3 separate regions of the Mus musculus genome follow, and all the other regions are linked to region 3. The links are chromatin contacts, called in public HiChIP or PLAC-seq maps. All regions are on one chromosome and are shown on one strand. Each heading gives the region's core, a stretch centred on a gene start, on an enhancer-like site or on the middle of the called end of the contact. The rest is flanking DNA. Distances are from core to core; before and after follow the strand shown. Region 1 holds the start of Cd8b1 (CD8 antigen, beta chain 1). Region 2 overlaps Smyd1 (SET and MYND domain containing 1). Region 3 holds the start of Krcc1 (lysine-rich coiled-coil 1).

What was found. HiChIP or PLAC-seq counts read pairs in DNA pulled down with a chosen protein or histone mark.
Region 1: an H3K27ac HiChIP or PLAC-seq map of embryonic stem cells shows a contact between it and region 3, with 13 read pairs. The contact joins the promoter of Cd8b1 here to the promoter of Krcc1 in region 3. A contact is called at or near these places in 1 of 15 datasets of contacts at CTCF or cohesin (CD8 T cells), 3 of 484 Hi-C or Micro-C datasets (CD8 T cells, bone marrow-derived macrophages and effector CD8 T cells), 5 of 115 datasets of contacts at active chromatin or transcription factors (CD8 T cells, the SCID.adh cell line, embryonic stem cells and 1 more) and 3 of 9 other capture datasets (adipose tissue, liver and pancreatic islet).
Region 2: a contact with region 3 is called in an H3K27ac HiChIP or PLAC-seq map of embryonic stem cells, with 16 read pairs. The contact joins the enhancer-like site here to the promoter of Krcc1 in region 3. A contact is called at or near these places in 3 of 39 promoter capture datasets (liver and macrophages), 3 of 15 datasets of contacts at CTCF or cohesin (CD8 T cells, the G1E-ER4 cell line and the NIH/3T3 cell line), 13 of 484 Hi-C or Micro-C datasets (the G1E-ER4 cell line, the HL-1 cell line, brown adipocytes and 5 more), 16 of 115 datasets of contacts at active chromatin or transcription factors (CD8 T cells, the HPC-7 cell line, the SCID.adh cell line and 7 more) and 2 of 9 other capture datasets (adipose tissue and pancreatic islet).

What each region holds. Positions count from the first base shown.
Region 1 is chr6:71,321,263-71,324,518 of GRCm38.p6, reverse strand. Cd8b1 (CD8 antigen, beta chain 1) reads right to left here and starts at 1,731. Exons shown (of 6, transcript NM_009858.3): 1 at 1,620-1,731. The coding sequence starts at 1,662. Gm38828 (a long non-coding RNA gene) reads left to right here and starts at 1,862. Exons shown (of 3, transcript XR_869170.3): 1 at 1,862-2,184; 2 at 2,512-2,604.
Region 2 is chr6:71,234,676-71,238,050 of GRCm38.p6, reverse strand. Smyd1 (SET and MYND domain containing 1) reads left to right here. Exons shown (of 10, transcript NM_001160127.1): 4 at 564-694; 5 at 2,670-2,708. Among named protein-coding and RNA genes, the nearest start is that of Smyd1, 26 kb to the left of the region's middle. Within about 2 kb of position 1,315, at least 23 of the 459 cell types and tissues checked have an H3K27ac peak or open chromatin away from gene starts, as enhancers often do. A contact at or near this core is called in the HL-1 cell line, bone marrow-derived macrophages, embryonic stem cells and 5 more, where this site is marked.
Region 3 is chr6:71,270,353-71,273,561 of GRCm38.p6, reverse strand. It overlaps Krcc1 (lysine-rich coiled-coil 1), which reads right to left and starts at 1,885. Exons shown (of 3, transcript NM_001354706.1): 1 at 1,722-1,885. Mir8112 (microRNA 8112) reads right to left here and starts at 1,891; the gene lies at 1,761-1,891.

The DNA.
Region 1 (3,256 bases), core at 482-2,981, 51 kb before region 3:
ACTGGAGGTCCCCGTGTGAGCACTCACACAGGTCAATTCTGCCGGCAAGTCGAAAGGTCTCAGGAGATAGATGTTCTAGGCACCAAGAGAAGTCTCAAGGAGGATCAGACCAAGTTTCTTTCGCATCTAAGACCAGGAGAGTGTCAACAAACCCATTTGATCTAGAAAGCCCTTTTTCTTTGGCTTGCAACAGAGGGCCACCCTGAAGATCATGGCCAAGATATAATGCCAAGGACAGGCATGGTTAAACAGAGGCCAGAGGAGGTGTGAGCCCAGAAGAAGCAGCTGCTTGGCATTAATCCCTGCCTATAATTGTGGCTCGGGCCTTCCCTGGAACTGATGTGATGAACGAATCCCGATTCCACCCTCAGACCACTCGGAGCCTCTGATCGCATGGAAAGAGTGACTACTCCCCTGTGGCTGAGGTGCTGCTCCATCTCCCTTCCCCGAGTTTCAGGCTACCATTTCTGTCCCATCGCAGCCATTTTTATTGCTTTGGGTTACTGGCCTCTTTGGAGAAGTCAATATGAAGTGATGATGTCCATATAGATCATCACAGTGTGTCAGGCACAGTGCATGCGTTGTCTGATTTAATCCTCACCAAATCCTATGCCGAGAGACTCATTTTACACGGGAGCAAACAGAGCTTGAGGGAAAGCTGAACTCAAGGTCCCACAGTCTGTGAAGTGGACTGGCACTCAAACCGGGGTCCTAGACTGGGGTGAATGAACTCCGAGCCTCCCAATCGAGGAGACCTATACTCAAAGTGGGGCCACAAATACCCAGATGGTAGGGGCCTTTCCAAAGAGCCCAGAGGACACACACAGCCAGGCTTTAGGTCACATACAGTCTCATTTAATCTGCTTGGTAGCCTAGGACTCCATTTTCAGAGGAACCTGGTATTTCTAGAACGATCAGAGGTAGCTTTAGTGGCCTGAAAGAATCTTGTTTCATTTCTTATTTTGACCAGTTTAGCTAACCTGTTCAGAGGCAGGGACTGGCCTCCCTTGTTTCCCTCAGTAGTTGGGGGCTCTAGGAGGTACCAGACCCGTGGATATTGGAAGTCTTCTTCTAAAAAGCAAAGTCTCTGGGTTGACCACAATGACAACCTTTAGGCCACATCTCTGTGCCAGCTCCAACATCCCAACTGCAGTGCCGCTACTTGGGGGCGGGGGCGGGGGGGAATGCTGCAGAGCACACTGGAGAGCCAGGGGGTCATAATGAGTATCCTGCCATAGTTGTCCAATTTTCTAGAAGCACTTTCCCGGAAGTAATAAGAGTACGTCTGTAGGGCCTCTGGGGACTTCACGGGGCACATCCCGGTAGGCACCCTGAACATTTCCCCTTCGGTTTTAGATCTCTCTCTTTCCTTTTCTTTCTTCCATTTTTCCTTCCTTCCCTTTTAGTTCAGGCTGTAGGACAGAGGTGACTTCTGCCCTGGGCGTCTCAGACCTCTCTGGGTAGTGAGAAGGAATCTCCATTCCGGGTTCAGGGTCTCTGCCTACCGGCCTCCCCTGTTCTCACAGCCCAGCGCCTGTCTATTCCTCCTGTTGCTGAGATACCAGGCCTAAGTTCCCTGCTCTAGTGCAGATTGGGGGTAGCCCCACTCTGGGTCTTACCTGCCAGCTTCATACTGAAGACCAGCCAGAGCCATGGCTGCATCTTGGCGCTTTTGGGGACACTGTTCCCCTCAGTGCTCTGTCAACTGAAAGGTAGGTTAGGAGCCAGCTTGGGCGGGTGGGGCACCAGGAACGTAAGTGAGCTAAGAGGGCGGGGCCACCAGGGCAGGGGCGGAATCGTGATGTGTGTGTGTGTGTGTGTGTGTGTGTGTGTGTGTGTGTGTGTGTGTGTGTGTGTATGGAGTGCCTTCATCTTCATCCTATACAGCATCAAAGCCTTGACTTTTCAAAGAGCCCACCAGGACTCTTGTTTTCTGGTGAGAGGAAGTGATAGATCTCAGACTCAGTCATGCCAAGGGGTTGCACCTGTGTGATGCCTCTTGCCCCAGGGGGGAGCTCGGGACAGAACCCTGATACCTTGGGACAACTGAGTCACAGAGGCCAGCATGCGCCAGGCCTCATGGTTTTGTGAAGCTTGGCCCTAATTCAGACACGTCTTTACATTCGTTCTTTCTGAGCAGCTGGAGGAGGGGTTCATCTTGGTTTGAGGACACAGTCCATTGTGGTAGGGAACACGTGGTGGCAGGAGACAGAGGCTTTACGTGTGTGTGTGTGTGTGTGTGTGTGTGTGTGTGTGTGTGTGTGTCTCAGCAAGGAAAACAGTTATGAAGACCTCCCAGTTCAGAGTCCAGCTGGCCCTGGAGTGATGGAGATCCCTTGTAAGGGAGGAAGGGAAGTTAGCCAACACAGAGAGAAAGGAGGGAGAGAGGCAAGCTGGGGTGCCACAGAGGGGCTCAGACCTTGCCTGAAAGTGAGGCAAAGCCAAACCTGGACCTAGAGCCCTACGGACTGGGGTGTCTGTATGTCTCCCCTCCCCTGCCCTGCCTTACAGTGCTGTATGCCCTGAGGCTTCTTCATCAGTTTTGAGATCAAAGCCCCATCAAGAACCCATGAAGAACGGGGAGGCCTGTGGAGGCTGGCAGAGGTGAGTTGAGAGAGCTGCTGTCCAGGGAAACTGGATCCTTGGTGATCTGTCTGCTGGCGAGAGGGAGGCTGGGAAGGGCTGTGGGGGACATCCACCACAGAAGAAGAGCTAAGCGTGCATCAGGTAACCGCAGGACTTGGAAGGGAGACAAGTGGGCTAAAACAAGTTTGGGGCCAGCCTGGTATACACAGTGAGTTCAAGGCAACAGGGCTTCATAGAGAGATCCTATCAAAAATCCATCCCAGTGGATTTCTGAGTTCGAGGCCAGCTTGATCTACAGAGTGAGTTCCAGGACAGCCAGGGCTACACAGAGAAGCCCTGCCTCAAAAAGAAAAAAAAAAAAAGATTGCGAGTGTCATCTAGGCCGGAGTGTCATCTAGGCCGGCCCTGCAGCCAAGCACATTGTGCGCTTGAGTTTCAGAAGAGTGAATGGGGTAACCAGTGGTGGCTAAAGCTGGCAGTGGGGTCGAGACACAGGCCCCTCAGTGTCCAAATCCTTATTCTTTCCATCCGACTCCCTCCAGTTCCTGGTGACAGGGGCAAAAGCTGAGGCTTTTGAGTCCAGAGATTCTGGAGACAAAGAAGGAAACGGTCATGTCCTAAGCGCTGCCCTTGTAGTCCGGCTGGTCTCCACCATACCTCTTATCTGTTC
Region 2 (3,375 bases), core at 66-2,565, 35 kb after region 3:
CTTCCCAAGTACTGGGACGCAAGTGAGTGCCACCTCTCCTAGATCAAGAGTATTTGCTCTTATTTGATTTACACACACACACACACACACACACACACACACACACACACACCACACCAGAATATGGAAAGATAAACCAAGATGGATACTTAAAACAACCGCTGAGACACAGATGGCATTAGCAGCCAGCATTCCTGTCTTTGGTCCTTATTAGGCTGGAACTACTGAGAGCTTCAAAGTGGTTTTGTTAAACATGGGACTCCTTCCATGGCACACATCTCGTGTGAAATGTGTGAAAAACAAGTCTTCAGGATGAAAATCTCCCTTTTAAAAGATTGATCATTTTTGCTATTTGTAATTACACATGCATATACTATATTCGGATAATCTCTCCACCCCTATTGTCCCCTCCTATCTTTGTTAACACCCTGCCCCACCTCCCTACCTGTCCCTTTCCCAGACTCATGAGGCCCTCTAGTTTTCAAACTTCTTCAACATCTAGGGTGATAATCTGTACCGATCTGTGCCTGTTGACTGAATCTTTTCTCTTGTCCTCTGGGTAGATCAACTGCAACGGTTTCACTCTCAGTGACCAGAGAGGGCTACAGGCAGTAGGTGTGGGCATCTTCCCCAACCTGGGCCTGGTGAACCATGATTGCTGGCCAAACTGCACTGTCATATTCAACAATGGCAAGTGAGTGCAACGGGGATTGGGCAATCTTCTACTTGATTTCAACCAAAGTCAAACTTGTAAACGTGGACTGCCATGCACTGCCAATGTTCGGCAACTCAGAGTCTCACTCCAGACCGAGGAGAGGCAGGAACTGAGGTGGATGCAGAAGAATTTTACCTTGTCCGTTTCTGAATCTCTAGGTCTGCCTCCGTGTATTGGATAAATCATTAACTACTGCTCTAAAACTTGACCTCTGGGATTATTTGCCTAGAGCCAAAAAAAAGTGCTCTGGCAGTAGCCTGTGCTAGCTAAGGGTCTATAAGAAAGTAGAAAGCACATTCAAAGGAGTAGAGTCAGACAGAATTTAGTAAAAAGACAATTTACAGGCATGTGGGCAGGGTTTGGGAAGGACCAGGCACAAAAGGAATAGGATCGATAAACAGCCTGGGGCCTGATGGTGCAGCTCAGGCTGGGGAGGTCTGGGGGGGGGGGGGGATGAAGCCTGAACAATGTGCTCGGAAAGATGGCTCCTTCCACTGAGCTGTGCCATACAACTGCTCCTGCAAAGAAGTTAGGCACTGCTGGAAATACGGGCTAACAACTTCAACCCCGTTCTCTTCCACTTGGCCAACCTCACCCAGAGGCCAAAGAGCAAAGGAACCCAGGTGACGCAGTCCTCAGGGTTCAGCCCTTTGCCCCCAGAAAGGCACAGATCAAAGACACGTGGGCAGACACTTGGATCTTGGGAGTGGGGCACATGACAGATGAAAGCCAACTTCGAGCCACCCACCAGCAGCTTTCTCCTAAACCTTCCTTGAAGCCAGAGACAGTGGTTTCTGGGTCTCAGCTGAGAACCAGGTTGAAGTGGCCACATAGCCAAGGCTATGAGTTCTTATTTCCTTTCTGTTCCTGACCCCAGTATCTAAAGCAGTTGAGAGAGATGACAAAGATTGGGAAAGCTTATTTTGGACTCTGAGAATAATATTTTCTAGCACATTGTACTCCAGGGTCTAAGCCTCTAGGGACAATTGGCCTAGACCTCATGGAATCTTTTTAGAGGATCTGTTACCCAGGTTTAGCCTGGTTGACTGAGTTAATCACACTTAGCTATGCACAATTCCCAGATGGCCCTTCTGTAAGTGCTGGTGACCCCAGGCCCCTATTCTGACTGTGTAATAATTAATGAACCTAGGGCCCGTGCTTCAGGGCATCTCTGGTGTCTGCTGTAGCTTCTTTGTATCTACTAACTGTGAGTGGTCATGTGTTCCCTGGATCTGTTTGCTTTTGTGCAAGGGAGAAGGTCATTACAGTCACTGCCTATCTGCCTGCGACACTGGAAATCAGCCTGGACATGGTATCAGTGGCCCCATTTTTTTTTTTTTTTTTTTTTTTTTTTTTTTTTTTTTTTTTTTTTTTCGAGACAGGGTTTCTCTTTTAGCTCTGGCTGTCCTAGAACTCACTCTGTAGACCAGGCTGGCCTCAAACTCAGAAATCTGCCTGCCTCTGCCTCCCAAGTGCTGGGATTAAAGGTGTGTGCTACCACTGCCCGGCTCAGTGGCCCCATTTTAACCACAATAAGTACTCTCTACATATGCAATTCAGAACTCTCCCCCAAAGAGAGTCACCAAAAAGGCCGTGCTTATTGATGCACCATGCTAGTCACTGGGACAGGAAAATCATCTCTACATTTTTCTCAGCACTCTCTTCTCAGTTACGTTGTCTTACAACAATCTCACTGTTGTACTCTAAGTGGACACTGAGGACCTGGGAAAGGAGGTCAGTTGTTCAGCAGTGAATCCCTCTGTGACTCCATTTTGTAACCCTGTTCCCAGTGCGCTCTCACTGTTCCGGGCAGCACCCTGGCAGGGGAGCCCAGCTAGCAGGGGTGAGGTTGGTCGTGACTGTCAATGCCCTGATTGCGTGAGCCCACAATGCTGTGCTCTCTTGGGGCTGCAGTGGTATTGACTTCCTCGTGGGTGTCTGTTTTGTCTTTCAGTCATGAGGCAGTGAAATCCATGTTTCACACGCAGATGAGGTGGGTCAGTCTTCTCACATGTCCGTGTTTGTCTGACCCATCTCCCTCACGTGCCTGGCTTCCTGGGGACAGCCTTTCCTGACTGCTTGGCTGCTGTCACGCGTCATGCCCTGTACTGCAGTGTCTTGGCTTCACCGAATGGCGATTTTTCCTGTCGTTGAAGTCACGACTTCCTCCTCGCCTGCCTGCCTCTCACTTGCCTATGTTTTATTTTGTTTGCTGTCTTCCCTCCCTCTCACCCCTTACTTCTCCACTTTTATCTCAGTGTGTGAACCTTCCAGTTATTTCAGCCCCAAAGTACACTGGCTCTTTAAACTCCGCTTGCCACTAACCCGCCAATTCACCGTGTGCTCGTGTGTAGACCCAGCTTCTCACCAATAGCACCCAGAGCTGGGATGTTTTTGCTAAATATGTATTCATTGTGTACTTTTTAACGGATTAAAACTGTGAACATGTGGCTTAGGTAGCATTTTACTTTAAACTTTGTTGTTTTTAAGGAAACAAGAGATAGTTTATTTTGGACTAAACCGTTTTGAGTGACCATGGCCCAGGAACATAGATTTAGGTTGCCCTAAATTCCATGTTCCAACACGGTAGCAGTTTTATGAAGGTCTTGTTTTTATTTTATTTCGATATGACTTCACAGAACAAAGAAAGTCATAAGTCA
Region 3 (3,209 bases), core at 636-3,135:
TTATTTGATTGTAATAAATTTTTATAACATTCTTACTACATGGAAGTGTTCATAAAAATGTTTTAAGGATACTATTTTACTCCTGTGCTACTTCTCCAAATTGTGAAAGGACATAAAATACAGATATCATGAAAAAAGTTACTTTTAGTGTTATATTTACAGGTATTATATATAGAAAAGGAATCTAAATTATCCTGTGATAGTCTGGCTTCCATTATCTTTCACACTGGAGACAAGGAGCAATATAAGGTAAAAGTACTAAAAATAGTTTTTCTGTTTCTTGGTGTTTTACTGAACTCTTCTGCAGTGGGGAATCAAATGCCACGATATAAAATTATTTCCAAAACTGCTTTAAAGATTTATCTCACAGGTGCAGGCTGTCTCAGGTGTGTAGTACCTATAACACACACACACACACATCTACTGGGGTAGTCTACAGCTTTTGTGTTTTGGTAAATGTGTTGGTGAGAATGTCAAAACTCTCCAAACCTCCATCCATAAAAAGCGACTTAAATCACAATTTAACACGGTGCCCAGTGTCAAGTGCCTGGGACACCCCTGCCACACTTTAAGGAAAAGCTCTGGCTGTCAGGTTTACTGTTTATTTTAGCCCTCAACAGATGACACGCCTCCGTGTTTGTGATGCTGGGGTCTAAGGAGTTCTACCCACAGTAGAGCTCACTCTTAAAAAGCTAACAAATTCTGCCCGGTCCCAGGCCATTTTTGTTTTTTTTCCTGAGGTAGTGTTTCACTCTATAGCTCGTGCTGGCTAGGAATTCTCATGTAGACCAGGATGGCCTCTGCCCCTCCACTGCTAGGGATTTAAGGCGCTCAGCACCACGCCCAACAAAGACTCTAACTATCCCCTCATTTTAAGCTTATTTCCCACAGCTCAGCGGTCTTTCAGAGTCTATAGAAGCAATTCTTTGAAATGTAACTGGGATGAAGGAGGCGCCTAACTTCCTAGTTCTCAGCCGGCAGAAGCAATGCCTAACCCTTGGGGAGTTTTCACCTCTCCTGTCTACTTCAGGCCTTCTCTCCTTACACTTTTTTTTAAAGGCCAAAGTCACTCGGAGCACTCCAGAACACAGCTCAGTTCTGCTCCTAGTCAGTAGGGTTGGAATAAAATCTTGCTTCTCGCCACTCTCACACTGGTCAAAAAATGCTAAAACTCGGGTTACTACGGTCAAGAGACGTCTGGACATTTTTTTCTAACTCGTCTTCCTGGCAATCCAGAAGCCTAGAAAAGCTTCGGGGTGATCCGTCCCCTCCACCTCACCTCTCCTCTTCCTTGAGGAAACCTGGAAGCTCCCACCCTCCTGTCCAGAGCTCCCTAATTCCCCACTCATGCCTGTCGCTAAGTGGCCTGCTGGGAAGTCTCCTGTCCACGCTCCTGCACCAAACCGAGGCTGCTCTCTCCCGGGGTCGCTGGAGGACGGGGATTCCTCACTGAACCCCCACTGCCCTCGGCTCGGCCGCCTCTTCTCCTAGCCCCCTCGGACCTCGGCTTCCTCGCCAGGCCGTGAGGTCCCTCGGCCATGGCGCCGCGGATGCTGAGGGGTTCTGAGGAGAGAGTCAGGCGCTCCGAGGGGGGCCGCGCCCGGCTCTCGTCGGCCATTTCGAAGGCGCGGCGGGGCGGGGCCGGGGCGCTCGGCCTTCACCAGGCCGCGGGAGTTGAGGGCTGGAGCTCGGGCCGCCCCCGCCGCCGGGCGGGAACTCACCTTCTCTGAGGCAGGGGCGGGCGTCTACAACTACTGTCCCCCTCCCCGCCAACAACGCCGGCCGGGGGTCAGAGGCTGCGGTGGAGGTGGCGGAGAGGCAGAGACACCGCTGCCGCCGCCGCCGCCTCCGCCGCAGAGCAGGCGGGGTGGGAGGGGGGGAGGAGGCGGAGACCTGACTTCCTGAGGGGAAGTCGCCGCCACCACCCGCGGCTGACTGGACAGCGCCAGCGCCATGGCGGCGGGGGCGCGCAGGTGCGCGTGCGCAGCAGGGCGGCCGAGCCCTCGGGAAATTTTCTAGCCCCGCCCTCCATGTGTGCTCCGCCCCTTCCCGCCATTTCGGACTAACCGGCTCTGTCCGTGTGGGTAGGAGCTTGGGTGTCGGTCCTTCTTGCCATTGGAGGAAAGAAACCTAGTGACGAGGTTCAGCCCGGAAGCCAAAGTGAGTCTGGAAATGTATGGATCCACCGGCCAAAATATCTAAGAAACGCACATCTGCCTTTCCTCTTTCTTGTGCTCTTATATTAAGACTAAATATTAAGCACCATCCCTGCTCATGGTACGTTGCTAGCTAGCATAGTCCATAAATTCCCTCTTAGATTATACACGTTCGTGCATAGTATTCCTCAAAGCACACACACGGTATGCTCACCATACACGCTCCTATTACATAGATACAACATCACACAGGTACTACTAAAGTATATTTTAGTTTTCTTTACATGGTCATTATTTTGTGTGGAGCGGAGTGAGGGTGGGGCTCCTTTTACCTTATGCACCCCAGAAGTCGAACTCAGCTTCTGGGGCTTGGCAGCACACCGACCCATGTGTAATAGGGTCTTACTTTAGCTCAGGCTGGTCCCAAGCATGGATTGAAGTAATCACTTAAAAACCTCAGATGGACTGAGAAGCCCAGAGTTGACTGTTGACTGCTGAAGCTTCTGATAAGGAGATCCACATACCAGACCCGCTAGCCTCTCCCACTTCCTGACTGCAGGGGAACTGACCTGCAAATGGAATCTTCCAACCCCAAAGCTCCCTCCCTCCGCCTCCCCCCCCCCCTTTCAGTCCTACAAAACCCAACCCCTTACTCCCCAACACGTGCCACTTGGGCATAGTCTCACTTCCCTGAGAGACTGCAGCCCTTCAGTTCTGATTAAAGATCAGTTCTGTTTCAGGAGATGTCTGTCTACCCTTCATTTCCACTCGCCTTCACCAATCCCTTTCTATCATCTCTCAGTCTCGCAAGGGCTGAAATTTAACGAGTGAGCCAGGAAGCTCCACTAGGGTCTTTGGTTTTTAAAGCCGAAGACTGCTTTACTCCCAGGCTGGCCTGGAATACAGGATCCTTCTACCTCAGACTCCCAAGTGCTGGAATTAGAAGCCCCTTCACCCACTGGACCATGTTAAAGGCCCTGCTTCCGGTTAATACTACACTACTGTGTAAGTCAACAGGCTGCACTTGCTTCCGTTGCCAAGCATTGCCACTCC